Linked DNA regions of Mus musculus: region 1 is linked to region 2. The links are chromatin contacts, called in public HiChIP or PLAC-seq maps. All regions are on one chromosome and are shown on one strand. Each heading gives the region's core, a stretch centred on a gene start, on an enhancer-like site or on the middle of the called end of the contact. The rest is flanking DNA. Distances are from core to core; before and after follow the strand shown.

Evidence for each region. HiChIP or PLAC-seq counts read pairs in DNA pulled down with a chosen protein or histone mark.
Region 1: a contact with region 2 is called in a CTCF HiChIP or PLAC-seq map of the NIH/3T3 cell line, with 5 read pairs. The contact joins two enhancer-like sites. A contact is called at or near these places in 1 of 15 datasets of contacts at CTCF or cohesin (the NIH/3T3 cell line) and 1 of 115 datasets of contacts at active chromatin or transcription factors (the NIH/3T3 cell line).

Annotation. Positions count from the first base shown.
Region 1 is chr13:119,176,270-119,179,475 of GRCm38.p6, reverse strand. No RefSeq gene overlaps it. Among named protein-coding and RNA genes, the nearest start is that of Nnt, 230 kb to the left of the region's middle. Within about 2 kb of position 1,530, at least 39 of the 459 cell types and tissues checked have an H3K27ac peak or open chromatin away from gene starts, as enhancers often do. A contact at or near this core is called in the NIH/3T3 cell line, where this site is marked.
Region 2 is chr13:118,788,086-118,791,277 of GRCm38.p6, reverse strand. It overlaps Fgf10 (fibroblast growth factor 10), which reads right to left. Exons shown (of 3, transcript NM_008002.4): 3 at 1-2,159. The coding sequence ends at 1,962. Among named protein-coding and RNA genes, the nearest start is that of Fgf10, 75 kb to the right of the region's middle. Within about 2 kb of position 1,492, at least 7 of the 459 cell types and tissues checked have an H3K27ac peak or open chromatin away from gene starts, as enhancers often do. A contact at or near this core is called in the NIH/3T3 cell line, where this site is marked.

The sequences.
Region 1 (3,206 bases), core at 281-2,780, 390 kb before region 2:
TACACATATTTGACTATTTAAAGTCTTTAGACAGAATGCAGGAAAAAAAAAAAAAACCTCTTGTTTTTACCCAATGTTTCCAGGATTAATTGACTGTGAAACATCTCCTTTGAGAAACATCTGCCTGCAGAATTCCCTGAAACAAAGTTGGGAAATGCCATCTTATTGTGTTCTGATTTGTTTTCTTTGCACAGCTTCTCTCTTAGACTTATAATCATCTGTGTCACCAGTTCTTGGTACAGTGTCTGGCACATAGTAGGCCCATAATGAAATCATTTGTTGAATGAAAACATGGGAAAAAGAAAGGTAATGATCTTATGTTTGAAGCTTGGGAAGGTAATATGTTTATTTACTATTGCCTACTCCCTCATCCCTACCCCCACCCCCATCTTTTAACAACTTAAAAAAATCCTCATAGATGTTGTCATATAATTAATAAACCACCCATTAAAGGCATTTTTCTGTTGCTTGATGATATCTGGGGTCTTTGCTGGGGTGATATCAATGTCAGGGGGACCCGACCTGGTTGGCATCCTCTCTGTTCTAATGTGAGGTCTTCATTTATTTGAGTGGCCAAAACACACCGTCTGATCTCTCCAGCACGAGAGCCTAAGGGTTGCTGGATATTTTTCATTATGAGTCAATGTTTTCACCAAGGGAATCTGCCCTATAACCAGGACAAAACAAAAGATCCTGTTTTTAAAAGATGACCGAACATCAAGAATATCAGGTATTTAGATCAGACTTAGAGTCATGAGTCAAGCCGACACGACACAGACAATATGAAGAGTGTGCTGCCCCTAGTTCATGTAAGGGTTTCAGGAGACCTGAACATTTGCTGAGTTAGGAGGGAGTGACAGGGTGATAACTGGAGGGTAGCAGGCAGGAGAGGAAAGAGAGGAAAGGAGCTTGGATATAGATTCAGGTTATCCCAGTGTTTACAGGATACCGGATGAACACAAGCCGGAACTGCAGCCAGGGGAGGGGAGAATGGGAGGAGAAAAGGGAAAAAGTAGCAAAGGGGAGGAGGGGAAGAAGGGAGGAGGGGAAGTAGAGGAGCAGAGATGCGGGGAGAAGGGGAGGAAGGGATGGTTAAGTAGTCTGGAGAACCCCAGAAATGAGTTTCAAGGGCAGGAAGAACGACCATGTCACATGCCTTGGAGAGGTCAAAGAAAGAGGCAAGGTGGCATTTGGTAATTACAGAATCTTTAAGTGAGTATTATTTAAGTGAGGAAAAAACAGGTCTTGAAGGAAGCGTAGGGGGAGTTGTTAAGATGGGATTTTTGCGGTTGGAAGTTGCGTGTGGTGCCCAGGGAAGCAACTGGTTGTCAAGGAAGGGCTCTGGAGAAGGAGTTCCGTTTCTCTACTCACACAGACCTTTACTATGTTGGCACTGGCGAGTCATAAGGCACCTCATTCACAACTGTTTGGAATGTATAAAAGTCATCAAATGGAAAAAGCTTTTAGGAGCACAAGGCAGCCAGGATGGATCACATAACAGCCCAAACATGTGACACATCACTAGATAAGTCTGAAAACCACAGCCAGGAACAACTCTGGAATCTGCCGGGGAGCAGGGTGGAGCTGCTGTGAGGGACAGATCTTCCCCTTTTTGGCATCTGCTGGCTGCTGCAGAGGGTAGTTAGCTAAGTCAGGGCTCCCGAGGGGTGAAGAGTCTGCTGGTTGTGGATGCTGGTGAGATACAGCACAAGGCCCAGGGAAGGAATAAAATCTGATGTGGTGCCTTGCCCTCTCATACATTTTAGTAATAGTCCTTGACTGTTGGCCCAGGCAAAGGCAAATGCAGTTCTACAGGAGAAACCCTTGGTTATTCCACACTTTCTGGTTTCGTGGGATTTGAAAATGACCTCTGGAGAACATTTGTGGGAGCTGATAAACTGTCACAATTTGATGATATAAAGTGTTTCAATAGTCACACAGTAGTACTTTTGCTGAGGACAAAACCGTGAAACATTATTACTGTAATTTTATTATTAGGTACTAGCTTTAAATACAAGATTAGTCTTTTTTTTTTGGAAGGGAATTATTTTTTCTTTCTTGCTGTATTTTATACAGAAGATACATTTCATATTTTGGATGCTTTCAGAAGCATTTTAAGGCAAACCTTGTTTAGCCCCAAGTGAGAGCGACTATCAGAATGCAGAGGGGAGAATCCAGGTATACTCAAGAAAGTAGGAGTTTGGCAGTCGACTGGATGCTAGTAACCCAGTGGATGTCTTTGGTGGCTGAAAGACTTTATTTTTTCCTCTTAATGTCTCCCTTGAGAGGGCATTTCTTCAGGAAGGACTCAAATGATAAGAAATGTGTGGGGGCGTGTGATTCAACCTGAAGACCCTGTGGGAATTAGAATCTCTGGGAGAGGGGGAGAGAGGGAGAGAGGGAGGGAAGGAGAGAGGGAGAGAGGGAGAGAGGGAGAGAGGGAGAGAGGGAGAGAGGGAGAGAGGGAGAGAGGGAGAGAGGGAGAGAGGGAGAGAGAATATGAATATGATACCAAGTTAAGGTCAGAGCTGTTTACTGACTAGCAAATCCTAGCCCAAGGCTGTGTCCATCTGTCCTGATCTCTCATTTTCTCTTTCCTGTGTTTTTTTAGAACAGCCAGGTGAGGATCCTCGGCCGATGCCCAGGGAGGTTGAGAGTAGGAGCCAAGGGGATTAGTTTGTGATGTAGTCCACCTCTGACAACAATGCCCTGTCTACCAACATCTCTTTCTGAGACTGCACTTTGAAAGTAGTATTCTTTTTTATCATGCAATGCTTGAAAAAGTTCCATGCAAATCCACATCACATGGTGGATTAGATAGTAAGAAAAAAAGGTACATGTTATTATTATTATTTTTTATCTTAGGAAGTTCACAATGTAATATGTAAGTGAAAACCATTTAGGTATATATGCAAGGTGCTCTTTAGTATGGAAGATTTATTTTGTAAACAAAGATTCCTGGTGAGAAAGGTTGTAGGAAGAAAGTTTTGAAAGATGAATGAACTACAGTTTGACAGATGTGGTAAAAGAAAATACACGGAAAGTAATAGAGATAGATAAAGATAATAAAGAAAAGACTAATGTAAGGAAATGTCCCATTAGACAGTAATAGAATTTCAAAGTATTTTAGCAAGAGTAATTTGGACAAACCATAGAGGAGACTAGGTGCACTTAGATCCCTGAACATGATCACTAGGCTCTTCTCA
Region 2 (3,192 bases), core at 243-2,742:
AAAGCATTGTGCCTCTGTGCTTTTCTCTTGAAATGCAAGCTTTTCAAAGAAATCATAAATTATGACCTGTAGGAACATTCTGAAAAAAAAGGCCAATTTTAAAATGACTGATCAACCTTTAATAATAATATTTTAAAAAGCTGATTTGTACTGGTCAAGCATCAGCACAAATAAGTTAGAAGAGGATCACAAATCACTAGCCTCTCTAGAGGTTAAATTTTAGTAAACAGACACATTTGGTGAGTCTTTTTGTTCCTATCAAAATACTGAATCCAAACAATGAAAATAAACAGACATTTCCAAACAAGAAAGAAGACTGCAGCATCAATATCATCTCAGAGTTATCCTTTAAAATTTTTTTAGAAGTGTTTCCTACATTCTTAAAATCACTACAGACACTGCAAATAAGGCTTACGTGTTTATTTAGTGATCTACAGAGCGAGGGTGCATGGCACACTTACATACTGCTTTCTATACCTTTTCTAAGAAAATGAATTTCAATGTGGTTATATTATGGAACCTTCTAGAACATTTTAAATTTACAGAAAACAAGGTTTATGTGGTTCTGTAAAGACTAGACCATTCAGCTTGAACAGGTGTCAGTATATGGTTACTCATATACTAGGATATATTTGCTCAGGTTAAGCCCCAGGGAGAGTTGCACTTCATACCAAATTTCCTTTTTTGGTTCTTTTGAGGGAGAAGGATTCTGTGGGCCTTACAAAGGGCTCATGTATGTGCAGATAACCTTTGCATCATTTGCCATTGTGACCTGTGGCAAGCCATCATCAGTAGGAAAAAAAAAACCCAACAATGTTAGTCTAACAATTCATTTTTTCTTCTTTTAGTATATTCTTGAAGATGAAATAAGACAATGAAAGAGAATTTGGCCTTCTACATTTTAAGGTAAGGGTCCCTCTGGACTGATATATGTTGACAAATGATGACAGATATCTGTTACATAATCTATAGCAGAATTCTGCCATAGTCATTGCTGGTGTTTTTTATTGCAGAAGTGCAAATTAAGTCAACTGAGAGCGCATGGGGCATTCATACTGCTTCCTTGATCTCATCTCCTATTTCTGAAGTGTTTGCCAAGGTTTTAAAACACTTTGTCATGAATGTGCGTATGGTGCCAGAGGGGGGAGGGAGGGAGAGAGAGGGAGAGAGAGAGAGAGAGAGAGAGAGAGAGAGAGAGAGAGAGAGAGAGAGAGAGAGAGAGAGAGAGAGAGAGAGAAAAGGTAAACCAGAGGGCAGCATTGAAGATACTCTTTAAACCCCAAAAGATATTTAACATCCTATTAAATAAATAACTTAGAAGGAAATAGAAAAGGATGGAGACAGAATGCACAAGCATACCATACTATTTGTATTAGGACAGTTTCATACTACTATGTTTATATTTGTAAATCTGATCCAATTCTTCCATGGTGCCACACCCAAAGCTCCTTTGGTTGTGCATATGATATGACCCAAGTGCTTTCCAGTAAATGCTTGCGTGTCTTACTGCTCATTGAATCATCAGGCTTGAATGAGCAATGAAAGTCTTTGATATGTGTTCATATTCCATAAATAACTTTCCCAAAGATCATTCAACAGAGTGTTCCATGTTCTTTAAGTTCTATCTCAGAAGTTCAAAAACAAAAACTTAAAAATGAAACAAACAAACAAACAAAAAAAGCCCAGCCCCCACCACAACATTGTTCACTTGAGGATAACTTCCATCCAAACTTGACTTGCCTCTATCTTGATTATAAGGCATGACACAATGACACAGAGCTAGTGAAAAGAACTTTGTATGTCAGCAGTGAGTACAAAAACATCCAAAGCCTTCCTTCCTTTAAACAAGCTGAATTCAGGGCTATGTCTTTGCCTTTTGAGCTACAGTCTTCAGTGAGGATACCATCTCTTTCTGTCCAAAGAGTCATTGGTTGTACTGCATCCACCAACAGTGTTTTCTTCTATGTTTGGATCGTCATGGGGAGGAAGTGAGCAGAGGTGTTTTTCCTTCTTGTTTTTTGTCCTCTCCTGGGAGCTCCTTTTCCATTCAATGCCACATACATTTGCCTGCCATTGTGCTGCCAGTTAAAAGATGCATAGGTGTTGTATCCATTTTCCTCTATTCTCTCTTTCAGCTTACAGTCGTTGTTAAACTCTTTCTGCAAGGGAAACACAGTTATTTATTCAGATGGTGATAATACTTGATTCCATGTGATACAAGCCATGTAATGATCTACACTCCATTGTCTTGTTTGTAGCTTCCATTTTTTTCTTACATAAAGTACTCACTTCATATACAACGCTAACAACAGAAGAGTCAAAAATCCTAAGCACACAACAGATTCTGTGTTTGAAAACACACGAGTCATCTTTGATGAATCACTGCAGCAGTGCCATGTCTTCTGGCCCATTAAAAAGTTGAAATGCTTTGAATATAACATGGTTTATGTGCCTAGAATGATTATCAGGAAGTAGACATTACAATACCAGTATTTATGATGATCTAGCTATAGAGGAGAGTGTTAATAATCTTATTTTTCATGGTATTAACTATAGATCCTGTAAGAAAAATGGAATTACCAGAAATATGGGCTTATCACATTTACAAACCTTATCTACTTAAAAATCAATTCAAGGGATGATTTAAAGCTAAGATACAGAAAATGTTTTGGGTACTAGAGATGTCACTCACTTGATAGTGTTCATACATAGAAAGAAGAAGGCCCTGGGTTCTAGCTGAACATGGTGCCATATGATTATAATACAAATGTTTGTGGGGTGGCTATTCCTGGTTGTACTACATCTAGAATGAACTACAATCCAGAAATGGAAAGCACACCTGTGATCCAGATTTTGAGGCTGGAAAGACACAGGCTTCTGAGCTAGATCTTGATGTGGAGATCTTGAGTCATAGTGGCCATGAAAAGCTTAGTCCCAGGCTGGGTAGAACACACCTTTAATCCCAGGAGACTAAGGCAAGCAGATCTCTGAGTTCAAGGCCAGCCTGTGACAAAGCAAGTTCCAAATACAGACGTAGTGGTACACACCTTTAATCTGGGCCACACTTTCTGCTAGAGACCTACATAAGGACATTGAAAGGAGGAAGCCTCACTCTTCTTTATCTACTTGCCCTTACTTGCTAACACATCTATTAGAATCTATTTCTTCAGGATACCAGTTTATATAGAAGAC